Linked DNA regions of Sus scrofa: region 2 is linked to region 1. Evidence: chromatin contacts called from public Hi-C data. All regions are on one chromosome and are shown on one strand. The core of a region is the stretch at or near the end of the contact, and the rest is flanking DNA. Distances in the headings are between cores, read along the strand shown.

What was found. A called contact is a pair of places that touch in the nucleus more often than the background predicts.
Region 2: a contact with region 1 is called in a Hi-C map of skeletal muscle, with 3 times the contacts expected there. The contact joins the promoter of SIRT4 here to the enhancer-like site in region 1. A contact is called at or near these places in 1 of 5 promoter capture datasets (liver), 18 of 47 Hi-C or Micro-C datasets (adipose tissue, blood, fibroblasts and 6 more) and 2 of 2 datasets of contacts at active chromatin or transcription factors (alveolar macrophages and skeletal muscle).

The regions. Positions count from the first base shown.
Region 1 is chr14:40,246,489-40,252,536 of Sscrofa11.1, forward strand. The region is part of intron 1 of PXN (paxillin); the gene reads right to left. Among named protein-coding and RNA genes, the nearest start is that of RPLP0, 26 kb to the left of the region's middle. Within about 2 kb of position 1,918, at least 44 of the 83 cell types and tissues checked have an H3K27ac peak or open chromatin away from gene starts, as enhancers often do. A contact at or near this core is called in adipose tissue, alveolar macrophages, liver and 5 more, where this site is marked.
Region 2 is chr14:40,287,012-40,292,531 of Sscrofa11.1, forward strand. SIRT4 (sirtuin 4) reads left to right here and starts at 3,277. Exons shown (of 5, transcript NM_001114270.2): 1 at 3,277-3,335. It overlaps LOC102165911 (a long non-coding RNA gene), which reads right to left. Exons shown (of 4, transcript XR_002338550.1): 3 at 2,901-2,948.

The sequences.
Region 1 (6,048 bases), core at 668-3,167:
GTGGCCTCAAGTGTCAGAGAAGAAGCTGCCCAGACTCCTTACAGCTGCCTGAGCTCAGGACATAAGCAGTGAGCAGGGCTCAGCCCTTCTTAAGGAAGGAGCTATGTAAACAGCAGGGCAGGCGGGCTCCTCTCCTCAAGGATGGTCTCATCTCAGCCCCTCCACTGACACTCTTCCACATTAGGAAGGAGTGCAGGAGAGGAGGCACTCTCCCCATCCCCCAGCTCTGAGCAGGGTGCAGTTGGAGCAGAGGTAATCTAATCCACGGCGGGGCCCTTGCACTCGGTGAGTAACTCCCTAGGAATGGGGAGCTGGGTATATTTATCCTGATAACTGTCCTGGGAAGAAAGGCAGATCTGGGACCAGTAAGGGCCAATCTACAATTAGGCCAGATACGCTCTGCACCACCCAGCCCGGGGACCCAGGGTCTGGACACTGACTAGGAACTTAAGCTCCTAGAGGGTCCTTCCCTGCCAATTTGAGCTCCTGTCAACTGACTGCCTCCTCTCCAAGAATTAAGCTCTCCAGAACAGGGGCTCTGTCTACCTTGCTCGATGCCACATCCCCAGCAGCTAGAATGAACAGCCGAATGACAGAGGGACGGCGTGAGGAGGAGGAGAAAGGTGGGAAAGTAACTGTGACCAGAGAAAACAGGCCGTGAGCAGAGACCACAGCCTGTGCTAGGATGCTGTGACGCCAGGCCCAGGCTGCTGGGTGCCCGTCGTCATCGTCAGGTAGAACCACCTTTTGGGGTCGTCTTCTCTATCTGTAAAATGGGCAGAACCCAATTTGCTCCCATGCCTGGTAGCAAGCTCTGAGGGGGAGATAACATAATTTCAGGTGAGATTTATACAGAACCTTTAGAGTTTGTCTAAATCCAAGATATCTCTATTATCCAAATCCCAGACAGGAACTGCTTTCCTAAGGGGATGGATGAGAAACAATCAATACTGTAGTGTCATTTAAATATTTAATAGCCATGCCTGGAGGTTATAAAGACTCAGCCACCACTCTCCTTTGCTGACTCATGCCTCCTCAACAGGAACTGTCATTTTACTCTCAGCCCTGAAGGAAGTGTGGGCCGGGGGTGACACACAGGAAACCAGGGGAGAAGGCCAGAGTCTTCCAATCTGCTGCTCAGAGGGCTGGGAGGTGGCCCTTTCTTTCCTGGACTGCCCAGATGCCTTAGGAGGGCGGGGTCCTGTCTGCCCTGCTAGCAGGGGCTGACACAGCCTGAGTGTGCCGACAGGTTGGCTTTTTGCTGGGTGCCTGGCTGGCACCCAAGGTCATAGGTAACCAGACACTTGAGAGAATAAAGGCAGAAAGGCAACTCCGGAGGTCACCCTGAGCTCCAGGCAGAAGCCTAACTGTGCCAGGCCCTGTCTACAGCACCAGCACACACACAGAGCCCCCCATGGACCAGGCCCCAGGCCTCTACAGCTTCCCCATCCATGGGGCTCTGGCAGGTTAAGCAGCAGCAGGTGAGACAAGTTGCCCAGGTACACTCTGCCCACCCCTACCCCCCACAACGGGCACAGCAGTGGGCCAGGCTGACAGGCCAGCAGAGTCTCACTTCTGTTGTCAATAACACATCTCTGGGTCCAGGATCGGCAGGCCCCGCCCTCCCCCAGAACGCCCAGAACACTGGATGCATTTCATTGGTCAGAGTCATCCACCTCTTCAGGTCACCCAGCGACTTCTGGACTTTTTAAGGTCACGCCTAGGGTCCAACTCCAGGTCCATCCCCGTGGTTCCTTCACAGGGTGAAACGTGGATTAACAAAAAAAAATCTGACTGCCTGGAAACCAGGAGGCATAGGGGCTGGGGTTTTTCTCAGCTATTCCACATTCACTCCAATCCGTTCCTGCAATCTGGGCTCTTTGAGGCAAGTCCGCCTGTTGCACAGCAGGGCGGCTCCGGGGGCCTCTCACCCCTGCTAATCATCAGCAGAGGTTAGGAGGGGCTCCAAGTGACTCAGCCACCCTACACAGACCCAAACACAAAGTTCAAAAGTTTGCCTGTTCTAGGAATGAGCTTCAGTCTTCCTGATGTTTGTGGATCTCACAGCGCTAGTTACCCACTCTTGGCCAATAAGTTCTAGTGAATACGGCTCAAAAGGCCTCGGAACAGGTCCCAGCTCCCCGATCAAGCATCTGGGCCACCTCCCGATCCTGCGCTCTCTTGCCAGGCCCCCTTCCAGCTCCCACATTTCCTTGTCTCTGAGTGTCACAGGTTCTTCCTTCCTTCCCAGGAGCCTCCCCTTTCCTGGCCTCCCTTTCTTTCCATCACAGGAAGCCAACAACTTGGACTGGCATCAAATCTTCACTCAGCCCCTTCTCAAACCCCTGCCCTGGCTTCCCCTGCTCTAGCTCTGGCAGCAGACCCCCGAAATCCCACCTCTTCTGTGTGCATCCACTAACTAGACACTTGCCCTCTGAAGGCAGGAACCTCCCTCCCCCTTGCTAGATCCACAGCACCATGAACATCCTCATGAGCCTCTGGATGCAAGCAAGGGGGATGGCCCCTGCTGCCTACAGGACACAGGAGGAGACTGAAAGCCCTGGGCTTGGCACTGTGGTCCGGAGCCTCTCAGAAAATGATCCCAACTAGCCTTTACCTCCTGCCCAGGCCTGCTCTCTGCAAACTGCCTCTCTGGTCAAAGGGGACCCCTCCTCCCTTTATTTATTCAAAATACTGACATGTCCCCCTCCCCCACCATCTATAGGGATGTCCATACTCTCAGGGGGCGGATGGCGGCCAGGGGCACAGGAACACCATCTGATGGGATCAAACCGCCTCAGGAACAAAAAATTGAAACCACTGCTTTAAATTAAAAGGCTACTTCATGGGAGTTCCCGTCGGGGCACAGTGGTTAACGAATCCGACTAGGGACCACGATGTTGCGGGTCTGATCCCTGCCCTTGCTCAGTGGGTTAAAGGATCTGGCATTGCCATGAGCTGTGGTGTAGGTCGCAGACTCGGCTCGGATCCCTTGTTGCTGTGGCTCTGGCGTAGGCCGGTGGCTACAGCTCCGATTAGACCCCTAGCCTGGGAACCTCCATATGCCGCGGGAGCGGCCCAAGAAATGGCAAAAAGACAAAAAAAAAAAAAGGGGGGGCTACTTCATGGAGTCAAATACAAAATGCAAATGAACTGCAAGATAAGAAGTGAGGCTTCAAAGAGACTCTTGGCATGTGCACGTGGGAGCTCAGGGTGACATTTAAGTAGCACCACAAAGCCGTCTTACCATACCAGAGACTTGGCCGCTCTGGTGGTATTAGGAGCTGTGATGGTCACCTAGCTCTTTGTACCCTCCTGGTATCCTGCCCATGTGGCAGTGTGGCTCAGTGGAAAGAACGGACCTCCAAGTAGAGAGGGGGACAGTTCAAATCTACACCACTCACTCGCCTGGGTGGCAATTCTGGGCTTTAGTTACTCAGACACCTCATAGAGCACAGGGTGAGTAATCAATGAAAAAGTATACAAAAACCACCACTCCTGCTGGGGAGAGCCTCCTGGGCCTCCTGCTGTCATACAAGGAGGCACTCAGTAAAGAAACCCATCCTGACACCAACTTGCATCTCCCTAAGGACACGATGGGGAGGGAGTGGAGCCAGGGACTGTGGCCAGGAATCTTGGGAGCTGTGACAGGTCTGTCACTAACTTTGGCCCCCTTGCTGAGCAAACCACTGACCTCACCCTTCTGTGCCTCCAGTTCATTCCAAGTCCTCATCAGCTGAGCCCAGAAGCTTCCTACTCATTCTCTTGCAAGGACGAAGGCAAGAGAGAAGCTGCAGGGCTCTAGCCCCCCCCAACCCCCGACCCCTACCCCACACCAGCTCTGCCACCTGCTGGGAAGTCACCGTTGTCTGAGAGTCCTGTGGCTTCGAACCTGGAATCATGTCAATAGAAGGAGCTGGCTAAGCTTCTCAGAAGCTCCCTGCCTCTGACCTCCCAGAGGAGAGAAGCCTCTGCTCCTGCCACCTAGGCTCCGAACCCCGCAGAGTTTTACGAAGGGACCCAAAGACAGAGCTGCAAGGCCAGAAAGAAGCTTAGAAGGGGGACATAGGGAGAGACAGAGATGTGAAATAATCCTTACTGAGCATCTACCAGGAGGCTGACCTCACAACCTCATTTTCTAGATCGGGGCAAAGAGGCTAAGAGATGCCTGATTAAGGGTGCTCTGCAGGCCAGCAGAGTTCCCCACCCCACGAGAATAGCTCATTCATGTTCTTCCATGATACCCCTGGGAAAGGAATATTGCTGCCAGCAGCTGTCCCTCGCTCTGTCACCACTCTCCACACTCTCTGTTTCAAAGCCTCAGTTTCTGGAGCTCCTGGAACAATCCAAGAAGGCTGGCCCCTAGCATGCCCTCCACCCTTTCTTTCCCCCTCAGCCGGGGTGCTGAGCCACAGATGAGCCCCTAGTGGTGGCATGGGGAGCTCCATGTTCCAGGCTAACTTGCTGCCTGGTGGGTCGACTTGCAAGAGTGTTTCCCCGCTGTGCCATGCTAGGGCCCACCTGAACAGTGTGATGCAAGACAGGGTCACCCCAGGCACTGAGGACCTCCCTCCCTTACTACCCCATGGATTTCTTATCTGGACATAGGGAGGGGCCTGGGCCATGGTTCTGGTTCTGGGGCACAGACAGATCACTGGCTCCCCAGAATTAGGCAGAAGCAGCATGAGAGTCATCAGGAGACAGACAGGCAGTCAGAGCTCCACTGAAGGCACCTAATGACCAACTGGGGGAGGGACAAAGGATCTTGGGCCTGATGTGTGATCGATCAGCCTGAGGCGTGCCACCACCTGTCCTTAGCTAAGGATCATAAAGTACTTACTTTTCAACTTATTTGCTTTTACTTTTCAAAAATAAACTGAATGAGTTCCAGATGACTCTATGACTGTCAGTCCCACTCACACAAGATCCAATATGCTTGCTTTTTTTTTTTTTTTTTGTCTTTTTAGGGCCACATCCGCAGCTTATGGAAACTCCCTGGCTACAGGCTGAATCAGAGCCATAGCAATGCCAGATCCTTAACCCACTGAGTGAGCCAGGGATCAAACCCGCATCCTCATGGATACTAGTTAGGTTCTTAGCCTGCTGAGCCACAAGGGGAATTCCCGATGTGCTTTCTTGAGCGAGAGAGTGAGGAGGTGCTCAGAATCCCAGGCTGCGTCCTCGGTTAGGATGGGCAGTTCGTGATCCTTATCTGCCACAAATGTCATGTGGAGGCTATGACACTGCAGAACACAGCTGGAACTGCTATTTGACATGGTCAAGAGCAGAGAAGGGGCAGGTGGGGCAGGAAAGAGCCAGGACCAGCAGCCTCCAAACTGACCCTCGATGACACTTTTACTTCCCAAGAAGTACCTACACCATCTGGCCCTGACCTTTCTAGTCTCACAAATTTGGAAGCCATTTGCTTGGTTTGGGGCAAGACAAGATTTTTGGGCCACATGACTGACAGCACCTCCAGAGTAAGGGGGGAGCCCCAAGTCTTGTTCCTGTCCCTCCAAAGCACCCCACACAGGCCCTGGTGGGATGGTGTCACTCATCTACAAAGGAGGGCAAGACAGATTTCTCTGCAAGCTCAGATCCTTGTCGACTCTCTGTGTTGGGAACTCAGCCTCTTCCTTGACCGGGAGGGAGCAGATAGAGGACACAGTCCTTGGGGCTCTGGCTAACCAGAGTCACACTGGGAAACCACACGAGAAAGAAAGGAGGGAAAGACCTTCCTAAAAGGAAAAGCACCCAGGGAAGGGACTCCTCTGGACTGTCAGTCTTGCTAGCAGGGCTCACATGCAGAGAAAAAAAGTGCAGAGGAGGGGGAACAGAACCAAAATGAGATCCTGTAGTCCGCCAGCAAGAAGCCCACCAGACCCAGAGCAGAGGCAGGTTCTCTCATGGGAGAACCGAACAGCACGGTCTGTGTCTGAGGGGGGCTCACGTGGCAAAGGGTCCCAGGTCACAGCTTGGCATGGCTGAGCTGGCCTCCCTCCACCAAGCCCAGCTGGTTACCTCAGGAGATTGATGGGGGGAAGGAGA
Region 2 (5,520 bases), core at 2,027-4,526, 42 kb after region 1:
CAGTAAAGAAGATCTCAAATGCGAACGTGACCAATACAAACAACACACAACTGTGTGAGAAATTGGATAACAGACACACCAACAAGATAAAAGAATAAAAAACAAAACAAAACACCCCATCAAGCTAAAAACCGGAAGTGCAAAACACTTCCTCGCCACCTGAATAACAAAACGGTGAACTCCAAAACGAAGATAAACACGAAGACACTCTGACCGCCGAAGCTTTCTTTTCAACTTACATGATTCAGTCTCCGCAGAGACTGTCAAAAATTGCCAATGCCGACTATATTTCAAGTCGTCACGGCGGGGTATTGGGAAAAGTTTTCAATTAGCAATAATCGCGCCTCGGATAAACCTCATTGGCTACGATACTGCCACTGCGCAAAGCTAAAGAGTACCGCCCACTACTCATCACTCCCAATAAGTAAGGTTCCTATTACAGAAAGGTGAGTTTTAGTCTCCGGGAAAAACCCTCAATTATTGATTGGCTGAAATTATAAAACTATATAAAGCTCCCTTTCGGAAATTATATATTGTTTCTTAATATTCAGTTGCTTGATTTCACTTAGTTTTTTTTTTTTAAGTGGCGATGAAGCAAAGCATTGTGGGAGGGAACATGCTAATACACAATTTACACAATGAATGAGGACGATGAGAAATGTCTCAGTTGCTGTTCACTTGGCTCCTGATTCGCTGTGTAACCTCTCCAAAAGACTTGGGGTTGTTTGTTTGGTTGGGGTTTTTTTGTTTGCTTTTTTTAGGACTGCACCTTCGGCATATGGCAGTTCTCAGGCTAGGCGTCAAACTGGAGCTACAGTTGCCAGTCTATGACACAGCCGCAGCAACCCAGGATCTGAGCCGAGTCTGCAATCTACACCACAGCTCACGGCACGCCGGATCCTTAACCCACTGAGTGAGGCCAGGGCTCGAACCTGAGTCCTCATAGAAGCTAGTCAGATTCGTTAACCGCAGAGCCACGACGGGAACTCCTGTTTGGTTGGTTTTAATTGTGATAAAATATACATAATGTAAAATTAACCATTTGAACCATTCCTAAGTGTTCAGTTCAGAATAATATATTTACACTGTTTGCAACCATTACCACTGTACATCTCCAGAAATTTTTCATCATCCCAAACTGAAACTGTACTCCTTAACAATACTAACTCCCTGAGTTCCCTTTGTGGCTCAGCAGTTAAGGAACAAGAATAGGGTCCATGAGGATGAGGGTTCCATCCCTGGCCTCTGCTCAGTGGGTTAAAGATCCTGCATTGCTATGAACTATGGTGTAGGTTACAGACATAGCTTGGCTCCTGCCTTGCTGTGGCTGTGGTGTAGGCCAGCAGCTACAGCTCCCATTGGACCCCTAGCCCTGGAACTTCCACATGCCAGAAGTGCGGCCCTAAAAAGACAAAAAACAAAAACAAAAAACCACCAACTCCCCATTCTTCCCTCCCCAGGGCCCTGGCAACTTCTATTCCACTTTCTACGAATTTGGTCTCTCAGTACCTCAGATAAAATAATCGCGTAATTATTTAATCTTTTGTGCATGGCTTATTTCATAGAATGTTTTTAAGCCCATCCATGTTGTGGTATATTTCAGAATTTCATTCCTTTTTAGGGCTGATATTCTATCGTATGGAATTTTGTTATCCATTTATTCTTTGATTGACAGGACATTGCTTCCACGATTTGGCTGTAACAATACTTCCATGAACAGCAGCACAGAGATATCAGTCTGAGTCCTTGTTTTCAATTCTTTTGGGTGTATCTACCTAGAAGTAGAATATCTGGATCATGTGGTAATTCTCTGTTTAACCTCAAAGGGTTTTCTGTAGACACCTTAATTCAGAGGAGAGAGGCTGAAAGAGGCTATTTCCACAGAAATGCCCACAATTCATGAGTTTGAAGTTACTTTCACTCTCATTGCCTTGGCAAGTCAAAAGCTACTAGAAACATGTGCCTAGACTTGGTTCAGCTCTGAACTATATTCTCCAAAAGACTTGTTTTTTGCTACTAAATAAGATGCAAATAGTAGTCTCCAAGAAAATGACATTTCCTCCAGCATTTTATTATGAAAATTTTAAACATGAAACATTCAAAGTATTGCTTAATGACCATTTATGTAGTCATTGACTAGATGTAAAAAAATGACATAAGGAGTTTCCATTGTGGTTCATCAGGTTAAGAACCTGACTAGTATCCATGAGGATGCAGGTTTGGTCCCTGGCCTTGCTCAATGGATTAAGGATCCAGCATTGTCACAAGCTGTGGTGTAGGCTGGCAGCTGCAGCTCTAATTCAAGCCCTAGCCCAGGAACTTCCTTATGCCACAGGTGTGGGACTAAAAAGGAAAAAAACATGACATAAAAGGTCTGTTTGATGCTGATGGGTAATTAATTTTTTTTCACATCCATAACTGCCAGGGTGGGGGGGGAATACTAGCAATTTGATTAATTTAGAGTAATTTACTTTGATCCAATCAAGAACTTTGTCACTAATTTGTGGTGTGGTCGAGTCATGAGAAATAAAAAAACTAGGATCATCCAAAGAATTTCTCAGCCCTTGAGAATGTGTTTTTTTTTTGGCTTTCTGTCTTTGTAGGGCTAAACCCACAGGCATATGGAGGTTCCCAGGCTAGGGGTCCAGTTGGAGCTGTAACCACCGGCCTATATCACAGCCCCAGCAACATGGGATCCGAGCTGCATCTGTGACCTACACCACAGCTCACAGCAACACTGGATCCCTAGCCCACGGAACGAGGACAGGGATCAAACCTGTGTCCTCACACACGGATGCTGGCCAGGTTTGTTAACTGCTGAGCCATGGAAACTCCAAGAAAGTCTTGATTGGTGGCTCAATACACCCTGTCAGAATCTATCAAGGGAAATTGTGATTCACCAGCTGTCTTGGGTAACTTCATCCTCCATGGATGACTTCCCAGCGGCCCTGAAAAGAAAAAAAAAAAAAAATCTAGATCCAGTATTAAAGCTTCTAGCTTAAGAGAAAATGAATTCCTAAGTTATTGCTATTTGGATGTACTACATTGCACCCAGGACAGTAGCGTCCAAGCTCTTAACCACTTCTCAAACAGATGATAGGCTTGTTGGCTTTGGAAAAGCACACTTTGCAAACGAAGGTTGGAAACCTCTGACCAGAATGGGCCGACAGAGGCGCTATGGGACAATATGGGGCCCTCAAATGGGAAGCCCATAGAATTGTGGGACTTGTAGTTTTTTTTGCATCATTTCGGCTTCATGCACTACATTTCCCAAAATGCAAATATAGTCAGTCAGTCCCACTGCCGGGTGTGGAGTGTCCCTTAAACTGTGAAAGGTAAGTGTGTTCTGTTCAGGCTGCAGGTTTCTAAAAATTGTGGATTTCTCGTAAGGGATACCATTTCTCTTCTTTGCCCTTTGGTGGGAACTGGGAGACAGCAGCTGTTCCAACAGAGCGTTTTCAAAGGGATTTCCCAAGCCCTTTGGTCTCAGGAATCCAGATTATGTATTTGTCTAGCTGTTCACGTGTTGCTGTGGTGTGTCAAGGAGAAATCAGAGTCCTGATCCCAGATTTGGAAAGCTCAGCATGAAATAATGTTTACATATGGGGTACACGTCACTAGAGAATTTCTGCATTTGACCATGCAATATGTCAAAGCCTTGTTTTCACAACTAGAAAAGGTGGAGTAGATATTCCCTTGTGGCACAGCAGGTTAAGGATCCAGCCTTGTCACTGCAGTGGCTCAGGTTGCTGCTGTGGTGCAGGAACTTCCACATGCTGCAGGCATGGCAAAAAGAAAAAGAAAAAAAGAAAGAAAGAAAGAAAGACAAAAAGGCAAAGCAGGAGTTCCCATCGTGGCTCAGTGGTTAACGAATCCGACTAGGAACCATGAGGTTGTGGGTTTGATCCTTGGCCTAGCTTAGTGGGTTAAGGATCCGGTGTTGCCATGAGCTGTGGTGTAGGTTGCAGACACAGCTCTGATCTGGCGTTGCTGTGGCTGTGGTGTAGGCCGGCGGCCGTAGCTCTGATTAGACCCCTAGCCTGGGAAGCTCCATATGCTGCAGGTGCGGTCCTAAAAGGACAAAAAGACAAAAAAATAAAAAAATAAAATAAAATGGGAAGTAGGTTTATGGGACACACAGTTCCCCCAAGGGGTGTTATTAACTAAAAATATAAATGTATTCCTCTGATAGAGGCATCTTTAGATGTCACAAGTGGATTAACACCGAGCTATTGACGGTCTTAAAAGATACTGGGGTAGGCCATTAACCTTTTGAAGTTTATAAGAAATTCATTGCTGACCAGCCAGGTGTTACTAGGAGAGACAGAATAGGCCTAATGTTATGCTAGAATTGTGCTTTATCAATTTTTTTTCGCTTTTTAGGGCCATACGTGCGGCATATGGATGTTCCCAGGCTAGGGGTCGAATTGGAGCTGTAGCTGTCAGGTCTATGCCACAGCCACAGCAATGCCATATACTTAACCCACTAAGCAAGGCCAGGGATCGAACCTATGTCCTCATGAATACTAGTCAGATTCGTTACTGATGAGCCACAATAGGAATTCCTGTTTTATCAGTTTTTTACTTTACCTTTCTCCTATTTTCTATTTATTTTTAATTTTTAGAAAATGTTATGGCCACACTCAAGGCATATGGAAGTTCCCAGGCCAGGGACTGAGTCCCAGCCACAGCTGTGATCCATGCACAGCTGCAGCAATGCTGGATCCTTTAACCCACTGCACTGGGCTGGCAATCGAACCGACACCTCTGCAGTGATCCGAGTCACTGCAGTTGGATTCTTAACCCATGGCACCATGGTGGGAACTCTGACCTTTCTCTTTTTTAAAGTAGACTTTATTTTTTAGAGCCCCCCCTCTTTTTTTTAGGAAACCAAGATATACAGTTTCCCTTGGATGCAGAAAGCCTTGGCAGATTTGCCAGCCATAGTTAATTTCCATCTGATGGCTACTGCATAGATGAGCTCTGGCTGTAGGTTCTTAAGACAGTAGGAAGATAAAATTGGCTTGAGTGTCGTGAAATGATCTAGTATGGGGGACAAAGTTTTATTTTGTAGGTATTAGAAATTCTTGGAGTTCCCATTGTGGCAAAGTGGAAACAAGTCCAACTAGGAGCCATGAGGTTACAGGTTCGATCCCTGGCCTCAATCAGTGGGTTAAGGATCTGGTGTTGCCATGAGCTGTGTTGTAGGTCACAGACAAGGCTCAGATCCTGCGTTGCTGTGGCTGTGGCGTAGGCCAGCAGCTGTAGCTCTGATTTGACCCCTAGCCTGGGAACCTCCATATGCCATGGGTGCAGCCCTAAAAAGCAAAAAAGAGAAAGAAATTCTTGACCAGAAGAAATTACTAAAAAGATAATAAAAATGTAAGAGTTCTCTTGTGGCTCAGTGGGTTAAGGATCCAGCATTGGCACTGCAGCGGCTTGGGTGGATTCTGTGGCATGGGTTTGATCCCTGGCCAGGAAACTTCCACATGCTATAGGCAGGGACAAAAAAAAAAAAAA